Linked DNA regions of Anas platyrhynchos: region 2 is linked to region 1. Evidence: chromatin contacts called from public Hi-C data. All regions are on one chromosome and are shown on one strand. Each heading gives the region's core, a stretch centred on a gene start, on an enhancer-like site or on the middle of the called end of the contact. The rest is flanking DNA. Distances are from core to core; before and after follow the strand shown. Region 1 holds the start of CD82 (CD82 molecule). Region 2 holds the start of PRDM11 (PR/SET domain 11).

Region 1 (7,941 bases), core at 3,893-6,392:
CAGTGGAGATGTACTAGGACTGCAGAGAGCATTTATGTGCAAAACAGCTCGTAAAAGGAAATATACAGTGCTTTGTTCTCCCACAGGAGGGCTAGTGAATTATTTGGGTAGAACCCACATGAAGTAAGAAGTTATTGGTAGATATTATTTTCCAGATCCTCGGCTGCTGTTATGTGGTATACTTCACTCGTTTATACTAGCTGAGAGTCTAGTCTCTAGGTCTCCAGATCAGAATTAAGCAAGACACCAAGAAGGCTTTGGAGAAAGGAGCTTTTATTTGAGGGGACTGCCAAGCACATTAGATCTGGACCACTTTCTCTCAGAGATTTAATCTCAGGGGAGCTGGCAAAACAGAAAAGGTCCAGAAATGGGAGTGAATCAGGCACATTAAGGCATTTATGCTGCGAGCTACAGTGTTTTCCATGTGCAAGTATCTAAAGAGTTTCACAGCAAAGAGTTTCAGTGTAGTTTTTGCCATTGAAAAGCTGGCTTGCACTTCATAGCAACCGAAAAGGAAGCCAAGCTTATGGGTTTCCATGTCAAGTCAGTCTAATGTACCGTAAAGATGTTGGGTTCTGGTGCAAAAGGGTTTAAATCACCTTCCCTCCAACCCCCACCCCCATTTTTTTTTCCACTGCAACATGTAGAAGAATTAGAAGCATTGTACAGTGCTTTTAAATTCTTCCCCATGTCCTATGTTTGCACCAAGGACAAAGGCAGCATTTTAATGCGACATTATTTTGAATTCATCCCTTTAAAAAATGCTATTTTGTGGATTCAGTGAAATAATGCTTTGTGTTTCACTTGCATGCCTGTAAGCTCTCGCACTGGTGAGAGGGTGAGGCAAACCAGCCCTAGCCTTCTGTATCATGGATTAGACCGAGTTGCACACAAAAAACTGCTATTTCCATGAAAAAAAAAGAAAAAGGCACACAAAAATAAGTATTTGAATTTTCTGAACACATTTAAAATGGATGGGGAGGGTGCAGCAACACTATACTGCCTGGGAGAAGGGGAAGGAGAGTCTCATGTTCTGATGGTTCTGTATATTGCTGATCCCTATGGAGCTGTGCTGCCAAACCTAAACTTTGGGGTACTTCTAAAATGCAAACAACAAATAATAGTCCCCCAAGAGAGCAACACTGGAGATCCAGCCCCAGATTTGAGACTAAAGAGAGACACCAAGTGGAAGAAAGGCACAAGGGCAGTTGCAAGTCACCCGCAGGCCTTGAGGTTGTGATTTCTACCAGCGGTTCGCTGCAGCTGTACGAGCATCAGTAGGTGACCAGGGAGGTATTTTGGCACTGCTCTGCCCACGTGGACATTGAAACCTGTATCTGTGTGAGAAGGAGCAGGGAGGCAAAGGTGGAAAAGAGACTTCTTTCAATGCAAGGTTTAAAATTGGCTCTATGTAGAGAGGTACTTGGATGCCTTCAGAAATGAAATTGGAGGGAATTAAGTCTTTAAATACTCCAGTGGATCTGAGCCTACGTGAGAAGCATTAGTGTCATAGGATTGCTTGTTCCGCTCGCCTTGCTCCTCCAGGTAAATCATGCCAGTGTTGCACACATTTCACTGAGAAAATACTCAGCCTGCCAATGTCAGCTCCCGAGAGTTTTCATTTCCTCTGGCAGCCTTTAAACCGGGTTCTCCTTCCCGAGGTTTTCTCAAGTGTTTATGTTAGCTGGACTGCAAGGGACAACTTCTCACCAGTCTCTGGGGCCGTGGGGTGTGGAATTCATACTGCCAAAGCAACAGCATCTGTCCCAGATCATCCCCAACAAAGACCAGCAAGGAAACCTCTCTCTATTTCTGGGTAATGTTTTCTCCTCTCAAGCCAAGATGCTTACTTCAGTTCAGGTGTTCATCCACGCAAAGTGTGCAAGGATAATTGTAAAATTAGGCTAAGTCCTACCTCCACCAAGGCCCACAAAGTCATACCATGGCTGTTGTTAGCCCTGGCACTAACTGACCAGCACTAACCAGAGCTCAGCAGCACCAGCAAGGGCTCTTTAAGTGACAATGATTTCTATAATTTAATGACGATGAATTCTGTAATTTAATTTGATGATTTAAGTGACTGCAATGATTTCTGACACTCACCTGGCATTTTCTGACATATCCAACTCAAATCAGCAAGTCCAGAGATGTCTGTGACCTGCTCACACTCTGTGGAAGACCTTTTGAGATTTGTTCGTATTATTTTTTTTTTTAATTATTATTTTTAATTTTATTATTATTTTTAACAGAGAAATTCTGGAAAGCACAGGATTGTAAATCTTGATGACACACCTTGTTCCAGCAAGTTTCCCATCCCAAAGGTTAGACAAACATCCACCTCATGGGGGCACATGCTCTCATACTTTCCAGTGCTCAGTGAATCGCGAAAGCTCAAATCACGTAGTGCCTAGGAAGATGCATCCCTGTGTACTACATTTTCCAGCGCCCATAGAGGGGGCAGCAATGTTCACTTGCAAAATACTGAGTTTGGGGGTGCTGAACCCTCCTGTAGCAGTCAGCTCTGAGGCACTCCCACCCCGGTCCCAAAATAACAACCTACAGAAGCTGCTCCCCGGTTCTGGGGTGTCTCGGGGCACCAATCTGGCTCCCTTCGCCTTGCCCAGGTTTCACTTCTGCTGCAGAATTTCAGTTGCCTGCATTCCTCACTCCAACCAGGGGAGGGCAACTGGTCATCAGGAAAATTATTTCAATGTACTGCAGCTCACTCCTTTTCTCAGAAGCCATAAAACTCAGAATTGTTAGGAATAATTAGTCCTGAAATAGAACAGACTACTTTAAAATCGTACCTTTTGGTAAACATGTTTTTTCCCTAATGTGAGTTAAAATAGTCTCCACTTGCCTCAAGTGCCAGCAACCACTGCACTTTTGTTGCTGTTCACTCTAATCATTATTTTTTTTTGTATACAATTAATCCACATCCTAGTTTTGCTAATAAAAGCACAGCTTTGGGCAAATAAAAGGGGTGGATTCCACTTACAGTGCCATGAAAGCACTTCTGCCAACATTAGACTTGACAAAAGCTATAATCTTCAACCATGCTTTGCAGTCTAGCTCTTATTTTACCCTGTGCTATTAAACAGACACTAAATGTGGACTGTAGAGTGTTTTGTTGTTGTTGTTGTTTGTTTGTTTGTTTTAACCTGGAATTTAAGCAGAACAAGTACAGCAGTTCTTAGCTCTGATTTTGATTTTTTTTTTCTCTTTAGGAGATCAACATCAAAAGCATATTTTTTTCAAAGTAAGGCGGTGTGTAGGGATTGCTACAGTGCATGTCACTGTATCCACCTAGCCCCTCAGTATTTGAAATCCTGCCCCTCTGAGATTAACAGCAATTCAAAGATATTTTTTTTTAAAGGAAATAAATCTGGAAACGTTATGGATCCTAATATGTCTTTCTCCTAAACTCTGCTGTCCTTAATGCCAAGTATTTGTCTGAAGCTGCCTAACAGTGGCCACAGCGTCAGGACAGCTGCTTCAGCAACCGCTGCAACGGTGAAGGCACAAGCCCAGGGCTCATTTCCTGCTCTGGTGTTTGTCTTGTCAGGCAGCAACCTGTGCCAGCTGAGCCTCGGCCCCCTTCTTCTCAGAGAGCCTCCAAGAGCAGAGCAAAGCCAGTTGAGCTCCCCTCTCATTTGAGCTGAGCTTGCTGCAGGACTCCAGCCCTGAGACCTCCCATCCTCGCTGCACAGGGAGCACTGCCTGCGTGTGCACTGCTGGGGACGTGCTTGCTTGTAGCCCACTGTCCCAGCATCGTTCCTTCCCAGCCAGGCATGGTTTTACCAGCAAAGAAGGGGCCGTAGGTCCCTCAGCACCATACACAGGCACCTGTGCAGGGCCCGTGCTTTACATTGCAAAGCAGAAGGGCTCTGAGGGCTGTGCAGCTTCTCACAACGCACAGCAAGGCTGCAACCGGCTCCAAAGGTGCAGCAAAGCCAGCTGTGTGGGGCATTAGCAATGCTCTGAGCGGGCATTAGGATTCCCCATGCTGAAGGGACCTCCTGTACTACTGAAACAGGCTGCATCCCAGGGACCTGGGCTGGCGAGCAAAGGCTTCCCCTGGTTCCTCGCAGAATAGGCCATCGCTTGATTGAGTAAAGAGATTAATTCCTTCTAAAAAGAAAGGAGTCATCTGACAGGGAACGGTTGTTTGGTTTGCAATGAAAATGACCCGAGGCCAAAGCAGATTGCTTGGCTGAGTGACCTCTGGGCGGGCGTCTAGCCGCCTCCGAAATGGCATTCGGTCTTTGGCATGACACACCACATAATGGTGGGTTTCTCCATTCCGTGTGTTTTCTTACAAGCACTTTGGTCTAATCACTAGCTGAGAATCCAGCCTACTGTGTACATTGTAAAAGATGCTGTTTATACTTGGGCTTTTAGTTCACCATCTGTGCACAGCTCAGCTGCAACATCTCCGCAGATCTGTTTCTGCACCGTTGCCAACTCCCTGTTGCAAGCCCTCAGAAGAGCATGATTCACGTCGGACTTTCCAGCAAAATTCAAGCTCGTTGCGAGCTATCTTTTAAAGATCTATCCCCCGTCCTCAGAAAACTCAGTGATACAGACCTAATGCTTTTCTACAGCCTCACTTGTTCATGTCTGAGCAGCAATGAAGCATAACCAGCTATACATGCAGCCACTGATGCATACATACCTCCACGCTGCTGTTCCTAACATGTATCCTATTCTCAGAGCCATTGACACAAATTCATTTGGGCACCGGAGCTGCTGGCACACGAGCAATCCATTTGCGCTGCGCCTTGCAATCTCTTTTTATTTTAAAACCAACTCCTTTTTTTTAAAAAAAGAGCCTTTCCACTAATCCTCAGGGGCAATATTCTGAGCCTAGACTTCCTTCCTCAAAGTAGGACACTCATAAGAATCAGAAGCAAGCTACATGCTCAGCATGCATGGATCAGACACCTGAGGATGAAGACAGGCAGGCAAATACAACTTCACTTGCTCCCCCATACCCCCACACCTCTACAGGTGAGCTTACTACGGGCATAAGCCTGACCAGGTGCTTTAATTAAGGACAAAGCCTATTAAAGAGGGAGAGGGGGAAGAGAAAACCCCTTCAATGTGCTGTTTGAGCATCAGGGTGGTTTTATGTGAGGTTAGCTGCTCAGAAGGAGACGCTGGGATGCTGCCACCTTCCAGAAGGACAGGTAGGAGTGTGACCCCAAGGGCTGGCCCTAAATGTGTTTCCAGATACTGCCCCAGCAATTCTGACGCAAAATGCATCCTCTGCTTTGGCAAACAACACTTTTAGGGAGAAAAAGGAGCCTGAGCAAGGCCAGGTTTCCGAGACAGTTTGTTTTCAGGCTGGGACTAGCCTGTATTGCTGCATACAGCTGCAAATGGGGGTGCTGAGACCGTGTGAACCTCCAAAACCCCAGCGTGGCGTGCGTCACCCCTTTCACTTCCACCTCATCCTCTCTGTTCTGCCTGGCACCTGCAGGCCGGGCACCTTCCCTGGCCAGCCCACAGCACAGCTGCAGCCCTCAGTTTCGCCCTGCTGGCCCCCATGATATGCGTGAAGGAGGCCGGGGGCTCGTGTTTGCCCATCGTGTGGCCACAGCTACGGGGCGAGGGGACTCCCCACCTTCCCTTGCCTTAGGGCTGCTGTGGTTTTACAGCCTGCTAGAGGAGGGTTTAAAGTTTACAAGGCAGCAAAATGCCGGGTTTTTAGCAGGTCGGGGGGTTCCCTGTCATTCTGGGGAAGGGCCTCGGGCCTTTGCTTGGCACATGGCGGAGCTGAGGGGGCGGTGGGTGAGGGGGAGCCCGCCCCGGGGCCGGCCGAGCGCAGCCTTCAGCTCCGCCCCGCGGGGTTGGGAGCCCGGCCGGGGACACGGCACTGGAGGGAGGCAGGGAAGGGAGGAAGGAGGCGACACAGCACAGCACAGCCCCGCACAGCAGGTAGGTGAGCGGGGCGGCCCGGCTTGTTTAGGGGGCGAGGGCTGCGGCCCCTCCGCCGGGCTCCGAGCCCCCCCCCCGGTCCCCCCCGAGGGCTCTTCCCGGAGCTTTTCGGGGCTTTTAGGGGATTCCCGAGCTGGGCTGGGCCGGCAGCGGTGTGCTCCGGAGCCTGGCAGCCCCGCTGGGGGTGGTTTGGCGTAAAATGGAGCAAAGGGGACAAAAAAAAACCTGCCCTGGAACCGAAGCGTTGGTTTCTGCCTTCCTGAGCTGCACGGAGCTCGCCCGGGATGGAGCGTGCCCGGGTCTGGGGCCAGCTCTGCTGTTTCCATCTCCTGTTTGAGCTTGGAGCTGGGGCTGGAGAAAACCCTGCGGGGTTTGCTGGCTGTCCAGGAAGCCTGGAAGCCCTGCTTGAGCTCCTCCTAAGGCACTTTCCAACCATAGACATGGGTTTTGGTGTCTGGTGGGACAGTGGGAGGCATCCAGCAGGGGTGAAGGCGGCTCCTGCGGCAAGGACTTCAGGCACTGGTGGTCCTGGACCTGTTACGGGAAACCCAAAGTGAGGTTGGGCATGTCCCTTGCTATATGACATGGTCAATATTGATTTGCCTGAGTGGTGGCTGAGGTGTGGCAGCTGCTGCAGTCGCTATCTGAAAAGCTCTGTCTTCTCCTGGCTTGGATGTTGACCCAAAGAGGGGCTAAAACGAAGCAAAGGTGAAAAATCACAGGCTGTTCCTTGGCACGGGAGAAAAATAACCCTGGAAGCGAGGCCAGCAGTTCCTGGGTGAGCAGTCAGCTGTGGCAGAGCCTGTTTGCTGCCCAGCTCCGTGCTCTGCTCAAAGTCCCCTGGATTATCAGGGTGAGGAATGCCGAGGTGGTTAACAGCAGGCTCACACCTTGGCAGGGTCACCAGTGAAGCGCCAGGCACTGCGTGCTGGAGATGGCTCAAATCACTGCTCGCACGCACTGACAGCTTCAGGGCTGGTGAATTGCCTGGAAGACAGATAAAGCATTGCTGTGGGCAGCTTCATGAGAGGGGCTGGTCTGAGGGTGATAGCAGGGGAGGGGGATAAAACCCAAGCCTGGTGAGATGGATGGGGACCAGAGCCATGCTCTCGTAGGGTCTCATCGCCGTAATCGAGCATGCACGCAGCAGAGCCAGGGAAGCTGGGCTGCTCAGTGCTCATCCAAGGTAAATACAGGGGAAAGGAGGGAAGGAAACTAAGCCAAAGGCAGGCTTTCTCCTGTGGGAAGAGGCACGCACATGGGCTGCCTGGTTCTAGTTCTTTGCTCTCCTTGGTGGAGCTCCAGAACTGGGACACCACCGATTAAAAGCGAGTCAAAGCAAAGCGTGGTGCACGTACACTATTTCTGACACTTGCCGCAGAGGTAAGTGGCCTGCCTGTCTTTAAGGAGCTCAGCAGCTCTGCTATGCCATCAGGAGCATTTTAAACAGCGAATACCACTAGTCCTTTGCCTGGGGACGCTGCTGGGCTGCTGTTTTAGTTTCCCTGCAGTGCAGCAAACAGGTGCCTAACGAAGGGCCTGTTACTCATTACTGCAAAGTTGTTGCCCAGCTGCAACAGACTGCTGATCTCTTGCAGTACGATGATAATCCTGTGGCCATGTGTACCGGAGAAATGCTGAGCTGAAAAAGAGCTACACACGTTGGGATACCCAGCAGCCCAGGGATTTGGAGTTATATAATGCAGAGTTCCCCTCACAGGCAAAAATAATCCCTCTGAAGTCAGGGGGAAGAGTCTCCTGAGCAAGCAAAGGGAAGGTTGAGACTTGGGAGCAGCAGCTGTGCACCTTCCTACAGCTTGAATCCATCCTCCTTGTCCCTGCAGCTGTGGCCCTGGAGGTGATTTGGGAATGGGGAGGGAGAGCACTGGTGTGCTGTGAGGCAGTCCTGCCTACTGGGAGCAAGGGAGCCTGTTTCCCAGGCTTGCCCTAGAAGAAGGGATTTGTGGTCAGTAGATGTGTCTGTGTCCTCTACCAGCACAA
Region 2 (7,941 bases), core at 4,019-6,518, 310 kb after region 1:
TCAGTGATGTGCTGGTCCCACGGGACAGAGGAGCAGGGGGTATTGCATCCCACACTTTGGCGTGCAGCTGGAGGGAAGCCAATGCAAGGAGTTTGTACCAAGAAATCCCCTGGGGTAGGAATAAACTGCACATTACCACCATTACTGAAACCTGGTAATGTAGTGCTGATGACACTTTAATTAATCCAGAATAGAATGATTTATATTAATAATGCACCCATTAACTAGATTAAGAGCTCGTTCCTTTTAGATCTCAAAACTTAAATCGTCGATGGAGAATCCCTAGCAAACAGAGATGGTTCTGTGGTGGGGTTTTTAAAGGAGGGGTATTTATATCTAACCTATTCAGTATTTTAACCGGTACCAGAAAGTTAAATATAAAATCACTGCTGATAAAATTCAGAAGTGACGTGCAGATGTGCAAGCTAGGGAAGAGGCAGTGTTATGCTATCTGATCTGTGAGTGTTTGATTTAACAAGCATGGGCCCATTCACAAGACAGTGGGGTTCCAAGGACAGTTCCATGCCCAGTGGTGCAGGCACAACCCGTCCCCACAGCGCGATGGACCATCCCCTGGCAGCACCGACTCTGGAAAGGGTGAAAGGCTGAAAAGGTCACTGGGAGCTAGCAGTGTAATGGCGTGACAAAATACTAAGGTGACCCTGGAAGCAAAGAACAAAGAAGCCATTTGTGTACATGTGTGTTTCAGGTTAGGTGGATCCTAACCACGTTTTAAAAGGGAAGTTGAAAAACTGAGCAGAGTTCACAGCAAAACCTGGAAAGCAATACAAAGACTGGTGAAAATGTCTTGCCATGAGAGCTTTAAAGAGATCAGTTTGTTAACTTACCCAGAAAGAAAGACTTGGTGTTCACTAGACTACAGTCTAGATATATCTTCCCAAGAAGAAGGTACCAAGACGATATCGAAGAATAAAGGAAAGCATCAGAACTGATGGCCACAATGTGGACGCAGTCTAAGTCATAGAGAGAATTAACACCCATGTTCATAACAGGGAGGGGGAATGCATAGGGAAAGAGAAGTTATTTGTCTCTTGATTCCTTCAGATCAGAACTTGGTGCCTTCCCTAAAGACAGCTTTTTAGTTAAATGCAAGTTATTTGGCTGAAGTCTGGGTAGCTGCTTGCGATATATAGAAATGCACATTCCTACGGACTGCCAAAACATGTGACAGATGCCTAGAAACAAACCGCTGAGTTTTTAAGTGCTTGTGAGTGGAGACATTCCTCACTCTGCAGCCTTTGGGGGAGCTACAGAGAGAACATTTCATACCAAAAAGCAGTTCTGATCATTTATTAAGAATACATCAGCGCAGATTCTCAGGCCCCAGTGTTTAAAAAACGGCATTATTGGTATGTGTCTTACCTAGACTAAAAGATTTCAGGACTGACCTCGGTCATCTCTTCTCTGGGTCTTTTGCTTTGGTTTGAGTGCTCGCTCTTGCTGCTGTCCCCGCAGCCCTGTCGTGGAACCATGCTGAGAACAGGATCTGGGCACCGATCTGGGTGAAAGGCAATCTGCATGCACACACCAATACTACAATAACTAAGGAGAATATTTTTTTTTCCACGGATTATTTTTAACCTGGTCCAGCTCACTGCTCCAGTTCCCGGCCTGCAAACAGCTTTGTCAGCACTGCCAGGGCTGGGCAGAGCAGAAAATCCTAAAGCCAGCACTGCCTCGGGGGCACACAGATGCTGAGGCTGATGCTGCCATGGGAGAGGTCCTGCTTTCCTCATCTCCTCTGACAGCAGTCCCACCACCACTTTGCTGGTGTCGGCACTCACCTGGCTAGCTTTCTGCAGGGTCAGCCAGCCCGTTCAAAGAGGACGGTAGTGCCAGTATGAGGGACCGGTCCTGCTGGAGCAGCTCTCCCTACCTGCAGCATCACTCCAGTTTTGACAAAACCACAGCTCCAAATTCCCATACAGCTCTACAGTGCTCCCAGAGAGGGCTCCCTGGCTCCATGCACAGATCTAAATCCCAGGCAGGATCATGCCACCCTGCTCACTGACCCTGTCAATGCCTCGTCCTCCTCTCTTACGTTACGTGGCCTCCAGGTGAGCAGGCTCAGGTGGGCTCTCAAGGTGGGCTCAGCAGATGGTGGCACAACTGCCAGGGACCAGAGGAAAGAAAAAATTGGAGGGGGTTGCACCTATCAGTCTGAACTGAGATCAGCGACCTGGCAGCTTCTTGCTTTGCTGTTGAACTCAGCAGGATTTAGTGGCCTCCCAGCGGCCTGTTCATCAGGCTTAACCTGGAGTCATTCATAACAACCCTGCAGGGCACTGCATTTCCAACACATTCATACACCTCTGCCATTAATGGGGAAGACTCATACCAAAGAGAGGAAAAAGACGCAGCCCTGCTGGGTACGGGTGCAGTTCTCCACAGACACCTGCTTTCAAAGAGCTCTTCCCCACACCTCCTTCAGGGCCTCTCCCACCCTGCTGCGGTCCCTGGGAGGTAACTGCGAGTTTCTGGCTGGGTTTCCTTCTTAGTCACGTAATTTCCTTTTTCTGCCTTTTTTTTTGTTTTTGTGGGACTTTTTCAGATTTTCAAAGGGAAAAACCTCTATTCTGATTCTCCATCCAACAACCATTAGTGTAGAAGAGAAATGCCCTTAATTTTCATGTGGCTTCTCCCTGCTGCTTCTAGAGCTAAAAGCTGGCTGGCAGACTCACCAAGCAGCTCATTTCGCACTTCATAAGAGCACCAACGTGACAGTCCTGACAATCTGAGTCCTTTCCATGTGAGGAAAAAGTGTTGTTTAGTTAATGGCAGCACAATTTTCCTTTCCTTTTTCCTTCCTCGAAGCCTGGAGAGCAGACGTGAGCCCTCTGCTATGGACACCATGTCCTGTGGTCACATAGCTATGTGATAGACACTGTATGTGGACTTCTAGAAGAAACTGAATGCTTTTCGGCCTCTCCCTGGGTCCCCTGTGGTTGACAGCCAGCAGGAGGAACCCCCCACCCAGCCTGGCATCCCCCCTCCTCACAGGGTGCCTAAAAACCCCGAGGGTTTTTAGGGAATTTTTAGGGAATGCTGTGGTGCACAGAACATCCAGCAGCTCGCGTGGCAGGGGTCAGACCTTCCAGCTGAAAGAGGTCCCCACCAGCTTACGGACATTTAAAACCAGTTGTTGACAAGCCAGATTCTGTTTTATCCACGTTTGTGCACAATATTTTTTACGCCATAGGCTAAAAGCTCGGTGTCAGTAAAGGAACCCTTTTGTCTCTCCGGGAGACCATCCAGCAGTTCATGAAGGAAGAGATCTGACAGTCTAAAACCGAAAAATTGACACCTAATTACCTCATTCCTAACTGACGTTGCCATTTATAATATTTTTATTTCCTGAGAGCGCAGCAGATGGAGGGGACTTGCGGTGGGTGGCAGAATGGGGTCTGAACACTAGTGAGTCCAGCAAGGAGAAGTGCCGATGCACATGAACGCAAAAATTAATCCTATGTCGTCTTAATGAGGGAGGGGGCAGTTTGCTGAAGAAGGGGGATGCCTTTCCGAGCCAAAAAGGTAGTTTTTTTTTCCAGAGATACCTCAGTCTGTGGTCCTTATGTGCCTAGTTTCTCAACAGAAAAGATGCAAAATCTTCTTTGCGGCGATTTTACTGCCTGACTATTAAACACATAGGGACACACTTTAAGACAAGAGAACTCCCTCCCAATAAATTAGCGTGCCCGTGTTTGCAAGGAGCCATAATAGCTGTTATTTATATTGTACTTAAATATTTAATTTTCTTTGTAAATAAAAGCTTTATGCCTCCCTTTGAGCCTGCTCTTACCGCCTTAGACTGCAACAGTTATGACAAAACTATTACTTCAAATTAACATGGCATTCAGCAGGCATTTGTATTACTTCCATGATTTTTATTGTGTTTTTAATTATTATTTTTTCTCGCAGTTCATTCATCAGTCATATTTACAAGCCCATTGTCCGCCTGGCTGCCAGCGGAGTGTTCTCATACATTTCAGCACATAGACAGAAACTGCAAACTAGAGCAGCTCTGCTAGGATCTCTAATATTTCTGAGGAGTCTGAAGGTGCTGACAGCTTATGGTATGCCTGTCCCAGGCAAGTGCAAGTGCCTCAAAGTCCATCTATCTGTGGTTACTGGTAAGGGTAAAATTACACAGCACGTTTACCCTTTGAGAAGGAATCCTCCCTGGAGAGGTTAGAAATGGGGAACAAAAAGTGTACCGCAGCTGGGGACCTGACAAACAGCACTCATTTAAACTTCAAAATAATCATCCGTGCTGCTGCTGTAAAGCAAGCTCGTTCTGCACTTGTGTTGATTACTTTCCTCATTGTTTGGCCAGACAGTATCTTTAGCCAACTCGAGTCATATACCACGACCTGGTCCTGAAGTCCTGCCACCCCCAAGCCCTCAGTGACAGCACTGGAAGCAGCTCCCGGGTGGCAGGAGCAGGCCTTGATTTTGCTGAGGTTGTGTCCTCGCTACTCTCCTTTCCACACCTCATCCCGTCCCTTTACAGCAGGATGGCAAGGATTAGGGAAGATCGGTATTTCTTGGGACTGCAGACAAGGGTATTTCTCAGGGCTGCAGAAAAAGGGAAGTAGCTCCAAGCACCGGAGCATGTACATTGCCACCACAGCCCTGTTCACATACAAGCTCATTGTCAACCAAAGGAACTGAAAAATTACGGCCATTTATCTATCCCTCGCTTTACCCCCCACTGTGCCTCTTTTGGCAAAGCAGCCAGGCAGTTCGCATTGTTTCAAGTTTAACGCTCGCAGATGGTTTTATTTAGAATTTGCTTTATTGGTGAGACATGTTTCCTCTCTTTATTAAATTATGCCTACTTTTTGTCAGTCATCACGCTGCCCATGATTTCTGCGCAGAGCTCGGGGGGCCGGGTCCTTCTTATTGCTGTCGGGTGGGTTGTGTTTTGTTGCTGGTTTTATTTTGAGGTGGGGGGGGGGGGATTAGAAACGAATCCCTAGGCTCGCCTTTTGCCTTACGGGGGGCAATGACACCCCGGCAGGACCAGGGGCACCCACAGCCCGCAGGAGCCCGCAGGAGCCCGCAGGAGCCCGCAGGAGCCCGCAGGAGCCCGCAGGAGCCCGCAGGAGCCCGCAGGAGCCCCCTCGCTGCGGCCGGGGGCCGCTCCCCCGCCTGTCCCCGAGCTCCCCGGGGGGGCGGCCCGGCGGGCCCGGCCCGGCGGCAGGTGGTGGCCGCGGCGGCGGGCGGGCAGCACGGGGGGAGCCCGGCAGGGCACAGGACGGGACGGGGCCCCTCGGCCGCCGGCTCCTCCGTCCTTAAAAGCCCCCCCCGAGCCCCTGCCCGGCCGGGGCGGCTGCGGGCGAGCAGATCGCCGCCGGCTCGGCGCGGAACTCGCAGGCTCCGGAGCAGGAGGTGGGAATTGAGGGCGGTTTGGGTTTCCTCGCTTTATTTTTTTTTTTTCCTGCTTTGTGCATGTTTTCTTTTTTTTTTTTTTTTTTTTCTTTTTTTTTTTTTCTCCCTTCTCGCTTCACCTCGGGCGCCAAGCACCGGGGCGGGCGTTCACAGGCACGGCCCCGGGAGAGCCCCAGCGGGCCGGGCCGGGCCAAGCCAAGCCGGGCGGGCCGGCGGCGCCTCCCCCCGCCGGTTCGGGGGGTCCCCGGGCTCGGCCCCCGAACGCCCCTCTCTTCCGTTCTCCATGTCATTTCCTGTGCTAATAAGATGGTGGTCACGGCCGGGAGGGAGGGAGCCGCCGCCGCCTCCGCCGAGCCCGGCCCGGCCCCGGGACCCGTCCTCGCCTGCGCCTAGCGAGCGGGGCCGGCGGGGCGGCGGGGAGGCAGGGCGCAGCCAGCCGGGCCCCCCCACACCCCGGTGCGGAGCGGGCACCCCCCCCCCTCCGCCCCCGGGACGCCGAGGCGGGCCCCCCGCGCCCGCAGCGCCGAGGTGAGTCAGCCCCGCTGGTAGCCAAGGTGGCCACGAAAATGGCTGCGGGGGACGGCAGGGAGGGAGGGAGGGCAGCAGCGCGGGGGCCCCGCCCGGGGGTCGCGCCTGGGGGTGGCCGCGGTGGGGCGGTGGCGACCCGCGGCCAGGTAGCGCCCCCTGCTCTTCCTCTTCCTCCTCCTCCTCCTCCTCCTCCTCCTCCTCCTGGCCCCGCCGCTCCCCTCCCGCCCGCGCCGCGGCGGCGGGCGCGCGTCCGCTGAGTGACAGCGCCGGCAGCCAATGGGCGGCGGGGGCGGGCGGGAGGGGGCGGGGCGGAGCGGCCGGGGGCTCCCCGGGGGCCGCGGCCGGGAGCGCCCGGAGGGGAGGGGCTGAGGGGGGTGGGGGGGGTGCTGAGGTGGGGGGCTCCGCGCTGCTTCAGCAGCAGGAAGTGTGTAAAGTTGGGGATATTGGGGTAACGTCATTAAAGTGGTCGTGGTGGGGTTTGTGTGGAGGCTTGCGTGGAGAGGCTGAACGTCAAAATGAGGGGTTTGGGGTCGGTAACCGAGTTATAACCGAGTTATAGCGCCACAGATGAGCTGGGGGGGCTCCAGGGGGAAGAAGGCAGCTGCTGGAGCTTGGTGTGGAGCCCCAAAGCTTGTTCCCGGTGGTGGGAGGGCAGGTGGGAGCTCTTGGTGTGGATTCCCAGCTTGGCGTTGGGAACGTGCATCCGAACCCTGCGAACAACCAGTCTTCCTGAGAACGCCAAAACAAGCAAAAACAGCTTTCCGTCCTCGATTTGGGTTGCAGCTTTCTGGCGGTTGGAGAAATCCGGGCTCTTTAACGGGGTAGGCTTGAGGTTCTCCTTACTGCAGCCTGGAGCTCTCCGAGCACTGGCCCTTCAGCCGCAGGGCTGAGGTAGGGACACGTCTGGTGACCAGGAGCCAGCACGTGCCCCCGCGCTGTCACAGAGCAAGTGCCAGGGCCACAAGCATCCCTGCTCAGCGTCTCTCCCGTTGTATCTCTGCTTCTTGAAGTATTTCACCGCCAGCACTTCTCTGCGGCGCTGCTGCCTGAAGCCCTGCGGTGCAGGGGGAAGTGGCGTGGAGCAGAAATGCCGTGCCGCTTGCTGCAGGCAGTTTTAGCGTCGTCGTCTTCTGCGCTGACCTCCTCTGCAGTAGTCGGGTGAAGAAAGCTTTAATTTCACAGGCGCTGACTCTTCCGTTCTCCCGGTGACCTCCTTTCTGCTAGTGAGGGTTTTCGTAAATAGGAGAAAAAATAAAGCCTGTGGAGCAGTGGTCCTTCTAAAATGATGCTGTGAAATGTTGCTTTTCGAGGATCCCTGCTAGCTGAACTTGCCGGTGAAAGTGGATTCCAGTAGCGAGTCCAACCTCCTGAAGAAAAAACAGAGGACAAGGCGAGAGGCAGGTTCTTGCCTTGCTGAGCAGCATCTTCAGAAAGAAGGTTAGGGAAGAGTGCTCCAGAAACAGAAAGTGTGCAGGTAGAAGAGGCTGAGCAAAGTGCTGTGGAAAACACAAAACAGTTGCATGGCTTCTCGGGAAGGTGAGGGCAGGCAAAGTGGATGGAGGAGTGACCTGGTGAGGAGGGCAGCACGAGCATCCCACGTTAGAGATGTTTGTCTTTAAGATGCCCATCACGCGGTTGGCAGGCACTGCACTGATACCAGAGAGGATTGGGAAGGCTGAGAGCAGGGAGGGAAGCAAACAGAGGGGAAGGGGTGCAAATTTTGAGTTGTCGTCTGGAGTTGGGTTTGCAGTGTGGATCTTTCCGCATCTAGTCGCTGTCCTTACTATGTGGGTTTCTGACTTAAGCTGGAGTTGGTGAGGGTAGCACTGGCGTTTTTCCTCCTTCCATCCCAAACTGCGGACATAATTGCAAGAACCTATATGTTTCTGCCGAGAGACAGTGAAGCAATTCAAAATATTGACACTTAAACCTTTGCCATTATGCTTCCTGGTCAATGCTGTGCTTGTGTGAGCAGGATAGCCTGCATCCCCGAGAGCTGTT

The links. A called contact is a pair of places that touch in the nucleus more often than the background predicts.
Region 2: a Hi-C map of liver shows a contact between it and region 1, with 2.2 times the contacts expected there. The contact joins the promoter of PRDM11 here to the promoter of CD82 in region 1. A contact is called at or near these places in 2 of 8 Hi-C or Micro-C datasets (liver and subcutaneous adipose tissue).

The regions. Positions count from the first base shown.
Region 1 is chr5:52,599,473-52,607,413 of IASCAAS_PekinDuck_T2T, forward strand. CD82 (CD82 molecule) reads left to right here and starts at 5,143. Exons shown (of 9, transcript XM_027458168.3): 1 at 5,143-5,189.
Region 2 is chr5:52,913,406-52,921,346 of IASCAAS_PekinDuck_T2T, forward strand. It overlaps PRDM11 (PR/SET domain 11), which reads left to right and starts at 5,269. Exons shown (of 8, transcript XM_027459733.3): 1 at 5,269-5,412.